2 separate regions of the Rattus norvegicus genome follow, and region 1 is linked to region 2. Evidence: chromatin contacts called from public Hi-C data. All regions are on one chromosome and are shown on one strand. The core of a region is the stretch at or near the end of the contact, and the rest is flanking DNA. Distances in the headings are between cores, read along the strand shown. Region 1 overlaps Pomt2 (protein-O-mannosyltransferase 2). Region 2 has its middle 45 kb from the start of Lrrc74a.

Region 1 (3,880 bases), core at 1,050-3,549, 350 kb after region 2:
CCTAATTAACTACACACAGTTGACCCACTCCTTTGTCCTCCTTATCACTCTGAGCTCCAGACTAACATCTAGGAGAAAATTTAAGGATGCCCTGGTTAAGGCCCAGTCTTCAGGGGATACTCCCTTGCTTAACCCATAATGTCAAAAATATAATTGGATAACACTGCAGGTTCCTCCAGTCTCCCCTGCCCCCATCACTTTGGGTTCCCATCCTTTAAAAATGTTGTACAATCTCCATTCAGGGATGCAGTTCAGATCCTGAACTAGACACCTCCCTGAGTGCTGAGAAAATAGGCTTTTATTTTAAAGCTTCCATATCTGAAGTGAGTTTTCTCGGCTTCCACCCCGAAACCAACAATAGTTCAGGAACACAGGTCAAAATGAACTTCTATGGAGTGCAATCCAAAGAATTTTTTGCATTCTAAAATCACTTCCCACTCTGAAAGATACTAACTAGCCTTCCTCATCTCTTCAAAATCTTTCATGGAATCATAATTTCTACAGAAATCTGTATATGCCTTCTTTCTTGGTCCAGCCATGGCAAACTTATTGGAAGGGACAGCTCCCAGGGCCACAGTGTGCCAACAATGTGGACCTGCAGATGCTTGCCCAGAAGACCAGGCATCTGAAGTTTTGGCAAAGCACTGGAAGACACTCCAGTGAATGTCCTGCACACCAGGGTCCTTCCTGGTTCCCCCAGGATTCACTTTGTTTTGGGAAGGTTGACTGTTTGACACTTAAAGAGCTGGAGGATTTGGAAATTTTGAGGTTTTTTTAAACCATCAACTTTGTCTGCCATCAGTAGTAAACAGACAAGTCCAGGGTAATGAGACATTCTTCCTTTTGGGCCATCATTTTTGGAAACAGGAAGTTAAGGAGTGAAGAGAATGGATCCAACTATTTGTCCTTTTCAATTTCCACAAGTCCATGGTGAGCACTATATACACTCTGTGCTGTTCAAGGGTCATTAGGAAGAAAAGAATTGCTTGAGAAATCTGGGTGTGGTAGAACACGCCTTTAATCCCAGCCCTTGAGACACAGGGGCAGGTAGATCTCTGAGTTTGAGGCCAGCCTGCTCTACACGGTGTGCTTCAGGACGGCTCGAATTACACAGTGAGGCCCTTTCTCAAAAGACAAAGATCACTTGGGAGTCTGGACTGAGAGGCAGGATACTCCCTGTTTACTATGGCAGGAAGGATTGGAAGGGAACGCCCCTGGTGTCATTCTGTATGGTTGAACACTATACCTGTACAGATGGAGCACGTTTGTGTATCCATCCATCAGTTGATGGGTGCTCTTCTCCATTTCTGAGCCCAGAGAACCCTAAGATTAGCACAGAGCAATCCGACTTGTGAAAACAACGTGCTCTGACCCCAGGCTGGCAGCCAGCCTCACAGGTCTCATTAGATTGTTCCCAGGCTTGAGTGCTTAGCTCCTGCCATGTCCCATTAAGCTGATGCTGGGAATCAGGGCACGAGGGACTGGAATAGGCATGCAGCCTCCCTGGGAGAGAGATTCCTACTCCCTTTATAAGGGAGGAAATAAGAATCTGGAGACAGTGTGGAGATGCCGACATCTGAAGGAAAAGCTGGCAGAGGTGTACACCCAAGCATGGGATGACGGCTGCAGTGTGCACAGCTCTCTGTGGCCTCCCTTTCTTTCCTTCCTTCCCAGCTCTCTTCCAGATTTCTATTTAAGGGGTGGGTTCAAGCATTCATCTGCCCCTTCATCTACTCTGAGCGGCGTGGTCCCAGGGATTAGCCAGTCTGTATAAATCGGGAAGCCTTACCCCTCTCATCCCCATGTAGCTGTGGTGCTCGTATCGGTCCCCAGGCTTCTGGAACAAAAAGGTACCATCATATCCACTCAGGTAGCCAGCAAGGCCAATCAGCATCTGAGGAGAGAGGAAGTAATGAAAAGATGATATGTTTACATCAAAAGCCTCTTCTGCAGCTGTATGTGCAGCCTTCAGTTTCCCTTGACAACTGGCCACATCAGTACAAGGCGACATGTTGTTCTGCAGCTGCCGCCCAGGAAACGATCTTTTGTCGAAAGAGCTTGAAACAAACCCTCTCTTGTGCCACAGCTAGATTCTTGGGACTAGTGTAAGAAAGGGAGGAAAACACTCCATAATTTGAAGGGCCAGGTCAGTGCAGTGAGGGGCTCGCACACGCATCCTTCTTTTTTTCTTTCTTTTGTTATGAAATGAAACATGGCAGCTTTCTCAGGAAAGGGCCTGAGCAGACTGACTCCTGGAGACTGGCCTTCTACTAAAAGGAAATGGGGCTCCTAATCACAAAGAGGGAGGAAAGTGGCCAAAGAGCTAAACATGAGGAATAGGGACTGAGATCAGAAAGAGAATGAAGAAACAGAGAGGAAGAGGTGGGGGAAGGGAAGGGGAGAGGAGCGACCAGTGTCCCCTTAGGCAGCACAGAGTTTCTATAGTAACTGTTTTATCTAGCTGCTCTGAGATTCACACATCCAGACACAACTGCTTGTCTCTGTTGTTAATATGCAGCTAGGAAGAAGCATGGGTTTCCTGGCCTTTCTTAGGCTCAGAACCTATACCTCCTCCCTGTAGCAATTTTGTCCCCTGTCCCCTCTAGGTGCTCATGCTTCCTTGGGCCAGCTAGCCTCAATGCCCCAGCCAATCATCCACCTAGCCTTTACCCCAAGATTGAAGAACCTCAGAACTGAGTCTTTGGTTAGGAAGAAAGGCTTTTGTGGATCCATTTGTCTTCTCAGAAGTTGTTAAAAGAGTAAAATAAACTATTTGGTAGAATTTCTAACTATAAAATGTTAGAACAGGTCAATATGTATACTGGGTTTTAAGAAAAGGAAACATTTAATTTTTTTAAAAAGATTTATTTATTTAATGTATGTGAGTACACTGTTGATCCCTTCAGACACACCAGAAGAGGGTATTGTACCCCATTACAGATGGTTGTGAGCCACCATGTGGTTGCTGGGAATAGAACTCAGGACCTCTGGAAGAGCAGTCAGTGCTCTTAACCACTGAGCCATCTCTCCAGCCCGAAAAATTTAATTTTTATAGTTTAAGTTTCTCTAGGGCATATTTCCTTTATGTAGTATATTATACTTCTATTTTTTAATAAAATTGAGAAAAAGTTGCATAACATAATGATCTTAACAGTGGTTTTAAATATACCTACAAGATTGTATAATTATCACTACTATATCATTCCAGAACACTGCATCATCCTGAGAAGGAAACGCCTGGTATCATTCTGTATGGTTGAACACTATACTGCTGTACAAATGGAGCACGTTTGTGTATCCATCCATCAGTTGACGGGTGCTCTTCTCCATTTCTGAGCCCAGAGAATCCCTAAAAACACAAAGGTTTTCTATCCAAGTAGAAATCTGAGGAAATTCTGAAGTCTACAAAGTAAGTCCAAACCAAACACGTGGTTCCAGTTCTTAGAAGTCATCTGCCCACATAAGTGTGTAAATCACCACACTGCTTACCTTTCCCAGTGGTGGGTGCACATCGAAGAAAAAGGTGCGGTTAATGTAGTAACTTCCCATTTTTCCAAAGTGAGTCTCATCCCAACTAAAGGAAAAACAAAGTTTTAAAAAACCACAGTTAAAGTTACAATTAAAATCAAAGGTCATGAGTTTCATGCATGTAATATTCAAGTTGGCTTAAAGACAAAAGCTTTTGACATAGTAGTTTGAGGAAAAGCTTTAAGCTGGCCATCAGCCTAGATTTCAATAAAGATAAAGGTTAACCAATATTTACCTACCAGTTGCCATATAGTAAGTTAAATATATTCTTCTTTTGTATCTTGAGTTCTTTTAAATTTATTTGAAAGCAGCTGTGCTTTCCTGAACCATGAAAAGGTTTTGTAGAGCAATT
Region 2 (3,829 bases), core at 955-3,454:
TTTTCTCCATGTGACAAAATACACAACAGTCATGATTTAAAGAAGGAACTGTTGGGTTTGGCTCTCCCTGAGGCAACAGCCCCTTACGGTGGGTAAGGCGTGATGTCAGAAGCTCAAGCATCCACACTCAGAAAGCACAGCCGTAAATGCTGCGCTCAGCTGGCTTGCTCCACTTTTCCTCACATGAAGGGATGATGATACTACTATATTCAGGGTGAGTCTTTGCCCCAACTACTCCTCTCAGACACATCCAGGGAGAGGTATGTCTCCATGGTGATTCTAAGCCTAGTCTGGTGGCAATGGCCAGTAAGCATTACTGCTGATCTCAAGGTTCAGGGCACCGTGCTGCAGTTCACAGTTCTCCCACAGCACTCACTGCTGGCCACGCAGCACCGTGTGAAGTCAAGACAGACAGACAGACAGACAGATGAAGTCAGGGGCTGTTGATGACAGCAGATGAGGAAGGTAAGAACAGGGACTCCTCCTTCTCATCTCTGATTTGTTCCTAAGCACTGGAGCCTTTTATATTGAGTGCACCAAATTTTACACATGTGTTAAGTACACATGATTGCGGTGTGCATGTATGTGGTGCTTGTGCAGTTGTGTACATATACATCATCCATGTCCCGGGATCATGTGCATGTGTCACCCCTCAGGCCCAGCCACAGTGGGTGTTCTGATCTTCACGAAAGCTCTGTGAGACATGTGCAGCTACATACACATAAATAAATAAATCCACTAAACTGTGGTTTTAATCCCAGCACTCTGGAGGCAGAGGCAGGCAGGTCTCTGTGAGTTCAAAGGCAGCCTGGTTTACATAGCAAGTGAGGAATACATACTGTGACCATGTTTCAAAAGCAACAACAATAACAACAACTTAAGACAGACGTGGTGGCACATGCCTTCCATCCCTTAGGAGGCAGAAGCAGGCAGGTCACTGGGTTCAAGGCTAGCCTGGTCTACAGAGCAAGTTTCAGGACAGCCAGGGCTACATAAGAGAGACCCTGTTTCATAAATAAATAAATAAATAAATAAATAAATAAATAAATAAATAAGGACAGCCAGGGCTACATAAGAGAGACCCTGTTTCATAAATAAATAAATAAATAAATAAATAAATAAATAAATAAATGGTCGGTGAGATGGCTCAGCTGTTAAAGGCTAACCCCACAAAACCGAAGTCCATTCCCCAAGTCCATTCCCACATTTAAAACAAAATAACAACAAAACAAACAAAAACCAGACGCAGTATCACAAATCTGTAGTCCCAGCATTCCTATGACAGGACAGGAGAATCACCCAGAAGCCCTTAGGCCAGCTAGCCTACAGTACATAGTATGGTAGAAATAAGGAAGACCCTGCCTCAACAAGGCATAAAATTGTCTTCTGACTTCACCTGTACCTTGGGACACACACACACACACACACACACACACACACACACACACACGTTTAAAGACATGTATTTAATGTATAGTTACTTGTTTTATGAGTGCTCTATCTGCTTATACACCTGCACGCCAGAAGAGGGCATCGCATCCCATCACAGATGGTTGTGAGCCACCATGTGGTTGCTGGGAATTGAACTCAGGACCTCTGGAAGAGCAGTCAGTGCTCTCAACCACTGAGCTAAGCCATCTCTTCTCCCCCACCCCCCACTACTCTAAAGAATAAAAAAGAAGGACGGTGGTTGAGGACAATAGCTTATGTTGACGTCAGACCTCTACATGCTCATGCTCATACAAAGGCAAAGGAAAGGCAGCGAGAAAACGTTCCCCAAACTACCCAAGTGACTGCTGCTTTTGCCATATAAGTTCACACGTGTCACCTAGGAGCATGAGTGATCTGTACACTCCTGGCTTGTAGTTTAAATCGGGTCACACAGCTATCCAGCAGACCCACAGCACTGCTAAGAAAGAAGGATCAGAAAAGCATTGGACAAGCCCTGCACAAGCCCTGGCCAGTCGTGTCTGCTAGTATTTGGGGGAGATAGCCTGAAGCCATCTTCTGGAAACATCAAGCAGACCCCCAACTCCAAGTGGAACCTCAGAACATTCCTAGGATCCTGAGCTCCTGTCTCCCACAAAGATAAATGCCTGTTTTCTTGATGTAACCAGGGAAATGACCAAACTCTCATACTGGGTAGACACTTAACAAATGCTGATTCTTCTCTTGCTTTCAGAGACTGCTCACGTGACTGTTTCCAGCCCTCTCTTCCTGGGCAAACTCTTAGGATCTACAGAGGATGACTCAGTTCCAGGAATAAGCACAGAACCCCATTGTGTCATGACCACATAGTGGACAATGGATCCTTTTCCTCCGGGCTCTGGACTACCTTCGCCCAGCACTCTAGTAAGTCCGCAATTGTGGCAGACATGGGGAACTCTCCATTCCCTCTCGTCCCCTCAGGAGAACACAGAGGGAGCCAAGCAAAGCCTTGTTTACAGAGCCAGGCTTCAAGTTATCAGTACTGACCCTCAGGGGCCTCTAGCTTCTTGCCTTAGCTCTAGACCCTGAACAGCCTTCCAGGATCCTCCAAGCATGGCTGAAGAAACTGGGATCCTGGGAGGCGAGGCTTACCACAGGGATCTTTATATAGCTAAAAATGGAGGCACAGAAATGCTCGAGAGACTGGGTTACAAAGGGACACTGGAGACAAGGACTCACCTCTAAACCCTGCAGGACAATCTTGCTCCATCTACTTACCCCAAGATAGCCCAAAGTGCTTCTCCATCCCCACCACACTATACTCCTACGCTTCAGGAGAGTTTGGCTGTTCCACAGCCATCTGTACAGATTGGAGAGTTTGTCTCCAGCACAAAGGAATGGCTGAAGGTGACAAGACCAAACAGTGGCCCCCAAAGATGAGCATATGTCAATCCCTTACATATTCGCTGTGTTACCTATTATCAATGGCAAAGGGGACTCACTTGTGTGACAAAGTTAAGGATTTTTTTTTTTCCATGAGAAGATTGCTCTGCAATCCAGATGAGCCCTAATCACAAGAGTTCTTAGACAGGGAAGACAGGACAACGGTGGAAGGACACAGGACAAGGACAGACACGGAGACTGAACTGCGCACTCTGAAACGGAAGGAGGACTACAAACAGAAGAGTGCTGGCAATTCCTAGAAGCTCAACAAGCTGAGGGAATGGACTCTACTGGCTGTATGAACTCTGGCCTTTGACCTTTGAAACCTTGTAAGGCTGATTCTGAGCCAGATACACCTGGAGCTTAGCGGGCTTGCAGCAAGACAATCTTCAATTTGAGGTCAGCCTTGGCTACAAAGCCCTTGTCTCAAAAACAAACAAATACGCAAGACTCATTCAGATTCCATACTGTAAGAGTTCTAACATTTTTAGCCACTAAAGTAGAGGCTAAAAAGACAGGAGGTAACAGACAAAGGGGGGAAAAAGTCCAGGCAAGGATGTTGAGCTTCTGGTCCACCCCAAGTCCTGGAGATTTTTCCCTGGGCTCCTGACACAGCCCTGAGCTCTTTTCTCATCTCTCTACCCTTGCCCCAGCTCTAACTTCCTCTGGCAGCTTTACCTGAGCTAATCGGGGCTGATTAAACCCTTGCCGGGCAGCACAAGACATCTGCCCATATCTCTGGATTCTAGAAGGCCCCCAATTGGGTGGTCTGGTTTTCTGACTATGTGCCTGTCTCCGTCTTTTATTCTCCGCAGAGCTGTTTGGGGGTGAGGCTATAGAAACGGAATGGAAAAGGGATTAATGGTATGTGCTACCCCACCTGCTTAAGGAATGTCAAGTGCAGGATGGGTGGCTGAGCAGTTAGGGACACTCACAGCCAAGCCTGACAATCTGCACT

Evidence for each region. Hi-C and Micro-C count contacts between places; a contact is called where the count stands out from the background.
Region 1: a contact with region 2 is called in a Hi-C map of frontal cortex, with 2.0 times the contacts expected there. The contact joins two enhancer-like sites. A contact is called at or near these places in 3 of 12 Hi-C or Micro-C datasets (Schwann cells, frontal cortex and mammary epithelial cells) and 1 of 1 datasets of contacts at active chromatin or transcription factors (oligodendrocytes).

The regions. Positions count from the first base shown.
Region 1 is chr6:112,515,497-112,519,376 of GRCr8, forward strand. Pomt2 (protein-O-mannosyltransferase 2) reads right to left here. Exons shown (of 21, transcript NM_001047114.2): 2 at 3,490-3,574; 3 at 1,790-1,894. Among named protein-coding and RNA genes, the nearest start is that of Gstz1, 8.2 kb to the right of the region's middle. Within about 2 kb of position 2,300, at least 27 of the 93 cell types and tissues checked have an H3K27ac peak or open chromatin away from gene starts, as enhancers often do. A contact at or near this core is called in Schwann cells, where this site is marked.
Region 2 is chr6:112,160,712-112,164,540 of GRCr8, forward strand. No RefSeq gene overlaps it. Among named protein-coding and RNA genes, the nearest start is that of Lrrc74a, 45 kb to the left of the region's middle. Within about 2 kb of position 2,205, at least 48 of the 93 cell types and tissues checked have an H3K27ac peak or open chromatin away from gene starts, as enhancers often do. A contact at or near this core is called in Schwann cells, where this site is marked.